Regions from separate parts of the Mus musculus genome. Here region 1 is linked to region 2. The links are chromatin contacts, called in public HiChIP or PLAC-seq maps. All regions are on one chromosome and are shown on one strand. The core of a region is the stretch at or near the end of the contact, and the rest is flanking DNA. Distances in the headings are between cores, read along the strand shown. Region 1 holds the start of Tsnax (translin-associated factor X). Region 2 has its middle 9.4 kb from the start of Gm39281.

Region 1 (3,660 bases), core at 461-2,960, 53 kb after region 2:
GGTCCCAGCTACTGCTGTTCTTGAATCCCGGGGGACATTAGAGTAAGACATTGATATCCTAGGAGGTTTTTTTTTTTTTTTTTTTTTTTTAAAGCATGGTCAGGTCATATTTTGGTTGTTGTTTTTGCTCATGCATGTGTCTCATGCATGCATGTATTGAGTGTGTGTGTGTGAGAGAGAGAGAGAGAGAGAGAGAGAGAGAGTAATAGCAGATATCGTTCCCCAGGTGTTCTTCACCTCTCAGTTTTTAGAGACAGGGTCTCTCACTGGCTCAGAACCTCTAACCTGCTAGCCAGCAAGCCCCAAAGATCTGTATCTCTCCATCTCCTCAGTGATGTTCTATATGGGTTCTCGGTGATACTTGGGTCCTGTATGCCTGCAGGGCAAGTACTTCACCTACTGAGCAATCCCTGTAGCCCCACATCGTCAAAAATAGTGGAATACTGGTTTTGTGTGTCAACTTGACACAAGCTGGAGTTATCACAGAGAAAGGAGCCTCCCTTGAGGAAATGCCTCCATGAGATCCAGCTGTAAGACATTTTCTCAACTAGTGATCAAGGGGGGAGGGCCCAGCCCATTGTGGGTGGTGCCATCCCTGGGCTAGTGGTCCTGGGTTCTATAAGAAAGCAGGCTTAGCAAGTCAGAGGAAGCAAGCCAGTAAGAAACACCCCTCCATGGCCTCTACATCAGCTCCTGCCTCCAAGTTCCTTCCTGTGTGAGTCCCTGTCCTGATTTCCTTTGGCATGAATAACGATGTGGAAGTATAAGCTGAATAAACCCTTTCCTCCCCAACTTATTGGTCATGTTTTGTGCAGGAATACAAACGCTAAGACAACTGGTGAATGTGGGCTCAGAAGTCACAGAAATTCAAGATGGTTATGTGTCCAACATTCATCCATTGTTGTTCCCCCACAGCCTTTTCATGCAGGACTCTGCCCAAACCATCTAGCTTTTTGCTGATTCAATGGTGACAGCTTATGGCCTGATTTTTGAGCTGGGAGACCCTCCTGTGATGCTGTTGTGGCCTTGACTTCACTGGCTAATTCTACGTATATCATTTCCATAAGTGTGTCTGTTCCTAAGTTAACAAGAACAGACTGTGTGACTAAAATGTCTGTAACATGCACATGGCTGAACTTGACTCAAGATGTTGGGCTTTGTTCAATAAGTAATCTTAATTGAGCATGGTCTCTAATGGGCTGCTGGAAGCCTCAAAGGAATGGTACTAGCTAGGTGAGGTAGCATGTGCTCAAACAACAGCCTTAGGGCTTGACAATGTGACCAAACTTTCCATCTATTCCAAAGCTGCTTCTCTTCGAAGACCTTGCGACACTTCCAGGTGCCACGCACCCAGCACATGCCAAGGGCATGCATGGACGCAGGAGGCTGCTCAGAGAGGCGAGGGGACAGGAGGCCGCTGCCCGCGACAGGACTACACAGCTCAGGTAGGCACTCAACGGCTTGCACCACAACCTGGCACACCGGAAGCATGCGCGACTGAGAGAGAGCGCCGGGTAGGCACTTGGACGTGGGAGAAGCCGGGACACAGACCGGAAGTATGTGCAGCACAGGGAGCGCGCCGGGAGCCCGGCCGGAAACGTGCGCTGCTGCAGGAGCGCGCCCGCCCGCATGCCCGCCCAGGCGGTGTGGGACACGGGCCGGAAGTGTGTGCGGCCGAGGGGACTCCGCGGCGGACGCAGCTCCCGGCTGAGGCTGCGTGAAGGATCCGCTTCCGGCGGCCGCCTACTGCGACCAGGGTGGTGTGCGCTGTCACCCACGGGCTCAGCGCGGCGTCCCGCGACGGCCTTTCGCTGAGCTGGCCCGGCGGCTGCGATCCCTGCGCGTGCAAGCCGAGGCCCCGCGGCCATGAACGGCAAAGAAGGTGCGGGGCCGGCGCGTGGAGGGGAGGGGCTGGCAGGGCCTGGCCCCTGTGCTCGGCTGTCACCGTGCCATCCATCGCACGCCCCCAGGGGACCCTGCGGACCGACCCAGAGCGCAGCCGGGTGCCTGGGGTCTCAAGCCGCGTTTTGTGCGACCCCTGCACCAGTGCACGAGTTTGGGGACCTGTGTGTGGCTGGAGAGGTCGAGCCCTGTGGGTACCGGGGGACGAAGGGGATAGCCTGGGCTGTGCTAGCGCGGCATCGCAAGGGCTCCATCCATCTCTTCTTTTCTGCCTAAGGACCAGGAGGGTTCAGGAAGAGGAAGCATGACACCTTCCCACATAACCAAAGGAGAGAGGGGAAGGATGCCAGTTTGTCTTCGCCGGTGATGCTGGCCTTCAAATGTAAGTTTCCATTAGGAGAATTAGAACCATAACCGTAACAATCGTGTCGCCGTAGTGTTCGGGTGTGGGGTCGGTTAGGGAGCCTTTAGTCCATGCCGATGTAAGGCTTAGTTTTCCTGAATGTTTCGTGTTGGTGCTAGGTCTGCCCAGAAAAAAAAAAAATCTGTATTCTAAACATTCCGATATCAGGATAACTTGACCAAGTTAATAGAACAAGAATACCAGTGTACATGTATGTACGAGATTCACTAATAGTTCCTGTTCTATGCAGAGTGCTACCTCAAAATAAGTCTTGCCAGTCTAGTAACCAATCTAACACACTCTAAATATAAATATATGTGCTAGTAAATGGTAAGTGTGAAGATGATGTTACATACAGAACAGTTGGTAAGAATGTGGCAGATATTTCCATATTATTTAACATTTAATGCTTTTTATGTGGGACTTTTTACTGTTTACTAATGTTAATATAGGCCACCATAGTCAAGGGCTTTGGGATATAGATGTTTGCCACTTTGCATTTGCTAAAAGTAACGCAAAGTAAAAACTGCTTCATATTTAGGAAGAAAGAATTAGGTTGCACCTTGTAAAGAGAAGGGTCCCAGCTAATGTGTGGACAGTTTTGTTTTTGTTTTTGTGTTTTTTTCTTTTTTGTTTTTGTTTTTTTTTTCGAGACAAGGTTTCTCTGTGTAGCCCTGGCTGTCCTAGAACTCACTCTGTAGACCAGGCTGACCTCGAACTCAGAAATCCACCTGCCTCTGCCTCCCAAGTGTTGGGATTAAAGACGTGCGCCACTCCCCCCCCTCCCTCTTCCCGGCTAATGTGGACAGTTTTAAAAGAACATAGCACCTACAGTGGTCTTCATGAGTGTGAGGAAACCAGGTAAAATTGACATGGCTGAATACTGAATGAAGCAAGCTGGTCGTTTCCCACATATTTGCTGTTTTCCTGTTTCTTTCTCTCATAGGTGGATAGTTCTTTGAGCTTGGATTTGTTTCTGACTTAGTGCTTTCATTACCAGCCCAGTGGACCATGTTCTCTTTGATACCCAGCTCAAGTGACTCCTTGGACACGATGGTTACTTTCATTCACTTCCCATCTGTATTGTCTGGTTTTGTGTCAACTTGACACAAGCTGGAGTTATCACAGAGAAAGGAGCTTCAGTTGAGGAAATGCCTTCATGAGATCCAGCTATAAGGCATTTTCTCAATTAGTGATCAAGAGGGGAGGGCCCTTGTGGGTGGGACCATCTCTGGGCTGGTAATCTTGGTTCTATAAGAAAGCAGGCTGAGCAAGCCAGGGGAAGCAAGCCAGTTAGTAACATCCCTTCATGGCCTCTGCATCAGCTCCTGCTTCCTGACCTGCTTGAGTTCCAG
Region 2 (4,040 bases), core at 144-2,643:
AAACTGGGAAACGTTAGCAGTCAGTTCCAGTTGACTCACAAGGAAGCATGACTGTAGCTAGGATTTAAGAGTGGTGGCCATGGGCTGGTGACTAAGGACCCATGGCCATGGGCTCTGCGTTGACATAAAAAAAAAAAAAAAAACTCACTTGATCGGATAGCCTTCTCATGTCTCTATCTTTTTTTTTTTTTTTTTCCATTTTTTATTAGGTATTTAGCTCATTTACATTTCCAATGCTATACCAAAAGTCCCCCTTACCCACCCATCATGTCTCTATCTTAAAAGGGTTAGTTAGCTGGGTGGTAGTGGCACCCCAGCACTCTGATGCAGAGGCAGATGGATATCTGCAAGTTCCAGGAGGACAGCCAGGTCTGCAGAGCAAGTTCCAGGACAGCCAGGGCTACACAGGGAAACCCTGTCTTGAAAAACCCAAATAAATAAATAGGTGGGCAGATATCAAAATAATGGGTTGTGTTGTGGTGTTCTCCCACACGGGAATAGTACATTTTACCCACACCTTTCCCAGCCCTCTCACCGCCCCACCCTCTCTTGCTGGTTCCCTTCCTCTCCACAAATGGTTCCCACCCTGCATGCGTGTCTGTGTATAGTCTAGATTCCACATATGAGAAAGCACATCCCTTTTTCAACCTTCATTACCTTCCTTTGCCCCCACCCCCACTGGTTGCTTCTTTCTTCTCACTTTCTGCTTGTCTCACACAACAAGGAATCTAGACCCCACATGAGAGGAAGAAAACGCAACCGTTCTTGTTGTGAGTCTGGCCTGTTTAACCCAGGGATCTCCACTTCCACCCAGCTCGATGCAGAGGACATCACATCATTTCATTCTTCATGTGGCTGAATAAAACGTGCTTAGTTACATAAGTTCTGTGACACATGCACACACACACACACACACACACACAGCCCACATCCTCTTTCATCTGTTTGTTGATGGGCGTGCAAGGAATGCCTACTTTGGTCTTTTTCAGTGAGGATCTAGCTGTGATAAAACTGAACCACACAGTCCAGGACAGAGTTTAGAAGGACAGGCTAGTCACACTTCCCAGAATTAAGTTCCTGCCCAGTTTGCTCCCTCAGGTCTCCCTGACCTGCCCCCTACACGGTGCTGCTGTGTAGGTGTCTGAGCTGCTCAGATGGCAGCCTCCCTGCTCCCAGCCCATCTCCTGCTCCCAGCCCTTGTTCAGAATAAACCTTATCAGCTCAGAACTCATACTCCCCCTGTACAGTGATCATAACAAACCTTCGAAAGCAGTGGGCTCCAACCGCATACAGGAGGAAGGTGGAGTTTTGAGTGCCTGGCCACCTCCTCCCCTCTCTGGCTCTGACTCCTCTCTGAGCCCTCCCCCTCCCATCACACACACACACTCACAAACTCACAACACTCACACACATACACTCTCACTGGGCTTTCCACAGTCTATGCAGCTCTTTCTTTCATACCTGTTGGGGTTCTATTACATTCTTTGAATTCCTCTTTCTGGCACTGAAGAAATGAAAGAGAGAGACAGAGAAACAGACTCAGTGACAGATGGAGAGGAAGAGAGAAGAAAACAGATCAGTTGAGTCTCAAAAGAATTTAAAAACTGTCATTGAAAACAATGCTGTGCCTTGCCGAGGCATCCAGGCTGATCTCTAAGCGAGCCAGGAAAGCTGAAAGGAGAACTCCAGAGAGAGTCCAGCAAGAGCCAAGGAACTCAAGTACAGCCTTGCTGATTTCCCTTTAAGGATTTAAAAAAGTTGGTTTTTGGGTTTTTTTGTTTTTTGTTTTTTTTGTTTTTTGTTTTAAATCCGGTGAAGCCCTGATAATGGAGCCCTCTTGGTGATGAATGGGCCACAGAGCCACACAAATATGTGGGCCTCACATTCCTAGAGGTTAAAGTCCCGCTGCCGTCAGAGTCAAAGACAGATCATCAGAACGGGGCCAGTGCCTGCCCTGGGGGTGGGGCCCGGATGAGAATTCCATCCTCAAACACACACATCTTGGAAAGAGAGAGGGGAATTTTACATTCCGGAATACTTGAATGTCAAAGTTTGGAAGCTGAGTTAACATTCTAGAGAACAAATATGCTGGAAAAGGAAAAAGAGAGGCTTGAGGTATGGCTCTGTTGTAGACTGTTTGCCTAGCATACATGTGGCCCTGGGTCCGATGCTCAGCACTACGGAGGAAAAAAAAGTTAGGTTCAAAGCCAGCCTGACCTAGAGTAAGTTCCAGGACAGCCAGGGCTACCCTGTCTCCAAAAAACAGGCAGCAGGGCATGGTGGCACCTGCCAGTAATCTCAGGACTTAAAATACTGAATTAGTTTGGTTATCTTAAGGTACCATATAGCAAGACCTTGACCCAAAAATAATGGCCAGGTGTGGTGGCCCACGCCTTTAATCCCAGCAGTTGGGAAGCAGAGACAGGAGGATCTCTGAGTTCCAGGTCAATTCTACAAATTCCAAGACTGTTTGTGTGTGTGTATGTGTATCATCTATGTATATATTATATATAATAATGATATTGATAAATGAGTAAAACATAAATCAGACTGGAGAGGAGTTTGCAGAAGGAAGCAGCTGCTTTCTTGGAGTTGGAAGTTTACAGAGAGAACAACACTGGTTAACAAATCTCACAAGAGCCCCCTTTCTATGAAGCAAGTGAGGCTGACAGAACTTTTTGTTACTTTTGGGGGGGGGGTGTTTGTTTGTTTGTTTGTTTGTTTGCAACCTCCCTCCCCGGCTCCAAAGAGAGTTCTCTGTGCAGCCCTGGCTCTCATGGAACTTGCTCTGTAGACCAGGCTGCCTCAAACTCATAGACCTACCTGCTTTTGCTTTGTGAGTGCAGGGATGAGAGGCAGAGGCAGAGGCTGGACATTGTAACCCTCGCTGGCACCTGGAACTGTCTTCGTTTTGAATCTGTAGCAAGTGATACAAAGGAGGAGAAAGCCTTAAGTTACCGGCTGAGGGACAGGGAATAGAAGTGAGCTGAATGTGCAAGAGCCACGTGTGTCGGGTGTGTAAAACTATCAATGTTAGTTGGAAACGTTGGAGGTGATCTGTGACCCAAAGCCAGGATGGAGTGAGTGTGAGTTGGGCATGAGCCAGGGAGAAAATGGAAGGGGGAGGGGAGAATCAGATGCAAAGTCTGCGAGCCTAAATCAGAGGCTCTGAGAGAGCCTCTCAGCAGAAAAGCATCCTTCAAAAGAAGATCCATGGAGAAGTCGAAGATGGATCAGGAATATTCACGTAGAGAGCAGAGAAATTTCCAGGCAGACAATTCCAGAGTGAAGGGTAGGTTCAGAACAGTTTCTCTGAACTGTTGAAACTGTTGTCTGACAGTGTCTGTGCCAGGGGTGGGCTGAGTACTGCACACCTGTAACCCGGGTGAGTGGGAGGTGGAAACAAAAGGATCTGCCTCAAGGACCAGCCTAGGCTATGTAAGAGGGTCAAAAAGAAACAGAAAGGGAAACAGAGTTTCATTTTGGGGTCAGTGACAGGGCCTTTCTGCACCGAGGATTCTTCTGAGATGGTTCAAGATTTGGGCGTGAGCAAGATTACTGGGGAGTGAACCACAAGTTTTGTTGCTTTGTTTTGTTTTGTTTTGTTGGTGGTGTTTTGTTTGTTTGTTTAGACACATGGTCATGGAGCCTACCCTGCCCACCGGAGACATTTTATTGGATTGTTTTTATTATTGTTATTATTATTATTTATTATTATTATTACTTTTTAAACTTTATCTTTTGAGATTGGGTCTCATGTAGCCCAGGCTGGACTTGAACTTGTGCTGTGTCTCTTCCTCCCAACTGCTGGGATTACAGGCATGGATCAACACACCAGGCTTTTTCAAGATGAGATTTCTCTGTGTAACTCTGGAACTCTGTAGACCAGGAAGGCCTTAAACCCAGAAATCCACCTGCCTCTGTTTCCTTTGCTTGTGCTGGTGGTGGGTCTGTGCCATTACCGCCAGGCTGTTTACTCCACTTATATGCCTCATAAGAAGACTGGAGGGGCTGGTAAGATGGTTCCACCCCCAAACCTG

What was found. HiChIP or PLAC-seq counts read pairs in DNA pulled down with a chosen protein or histone mark.
Region 1: a contact with region 2 is called in an H3K27ac HiChIP or PLAC-seq map of embryonic fibroblasts, with 14 read pairs. The contact joins the promoter of Tsnax here to the enhancer-like site in region 2. A contact is called at or near these places in 1 of 39 promoter capture datasets (hippocampal neurons), 59 of 484 Hi-C or Micro-C datasets (the AML12 cell line, B cells, the C2C12 cell line and 41 more), 16 of 115 datasets of contacts at active chromatin or transcription factors (the SCID.adh cell line, astrocytes, bone marrow-derived dendritic cells and 11 more) and 3 of 9 other capture datasets (adipose tissue, liver and pancreatic islet).

The regions. Positions count from the first base shown.
Region 1 is chr8:125,011,331-125,014,990 of GRCm38.p6, forward strand. Tsnax (translin-associated factor X) reads left to right here and starts at 1,711. Exons shown (of 6, transcript NM_016909.3): 1 at 1,711-1,882; 2 at 2,180-2,284. The coding sequence starts at 1,867.
Region 2 is chr8:124,958,783-124,962,822 of GRCm38.p6, forward strand. No RefSeq gene overlaps it. Among named protein-coding and RNA genes, the nearest start is that of Gm39281, 9.4 kb to the right of the region's middle. Within about 2 kb of position 1,394, at least 93 of the 459 cell types and tissues checked have an H3K27ac peak or open chromatin away from gene starts, as enhancers often do. A contact at or near this core is called in the C2C12 cell line, CD8 T cells, CD8 central memory T cells and 12 more, where this site is marked.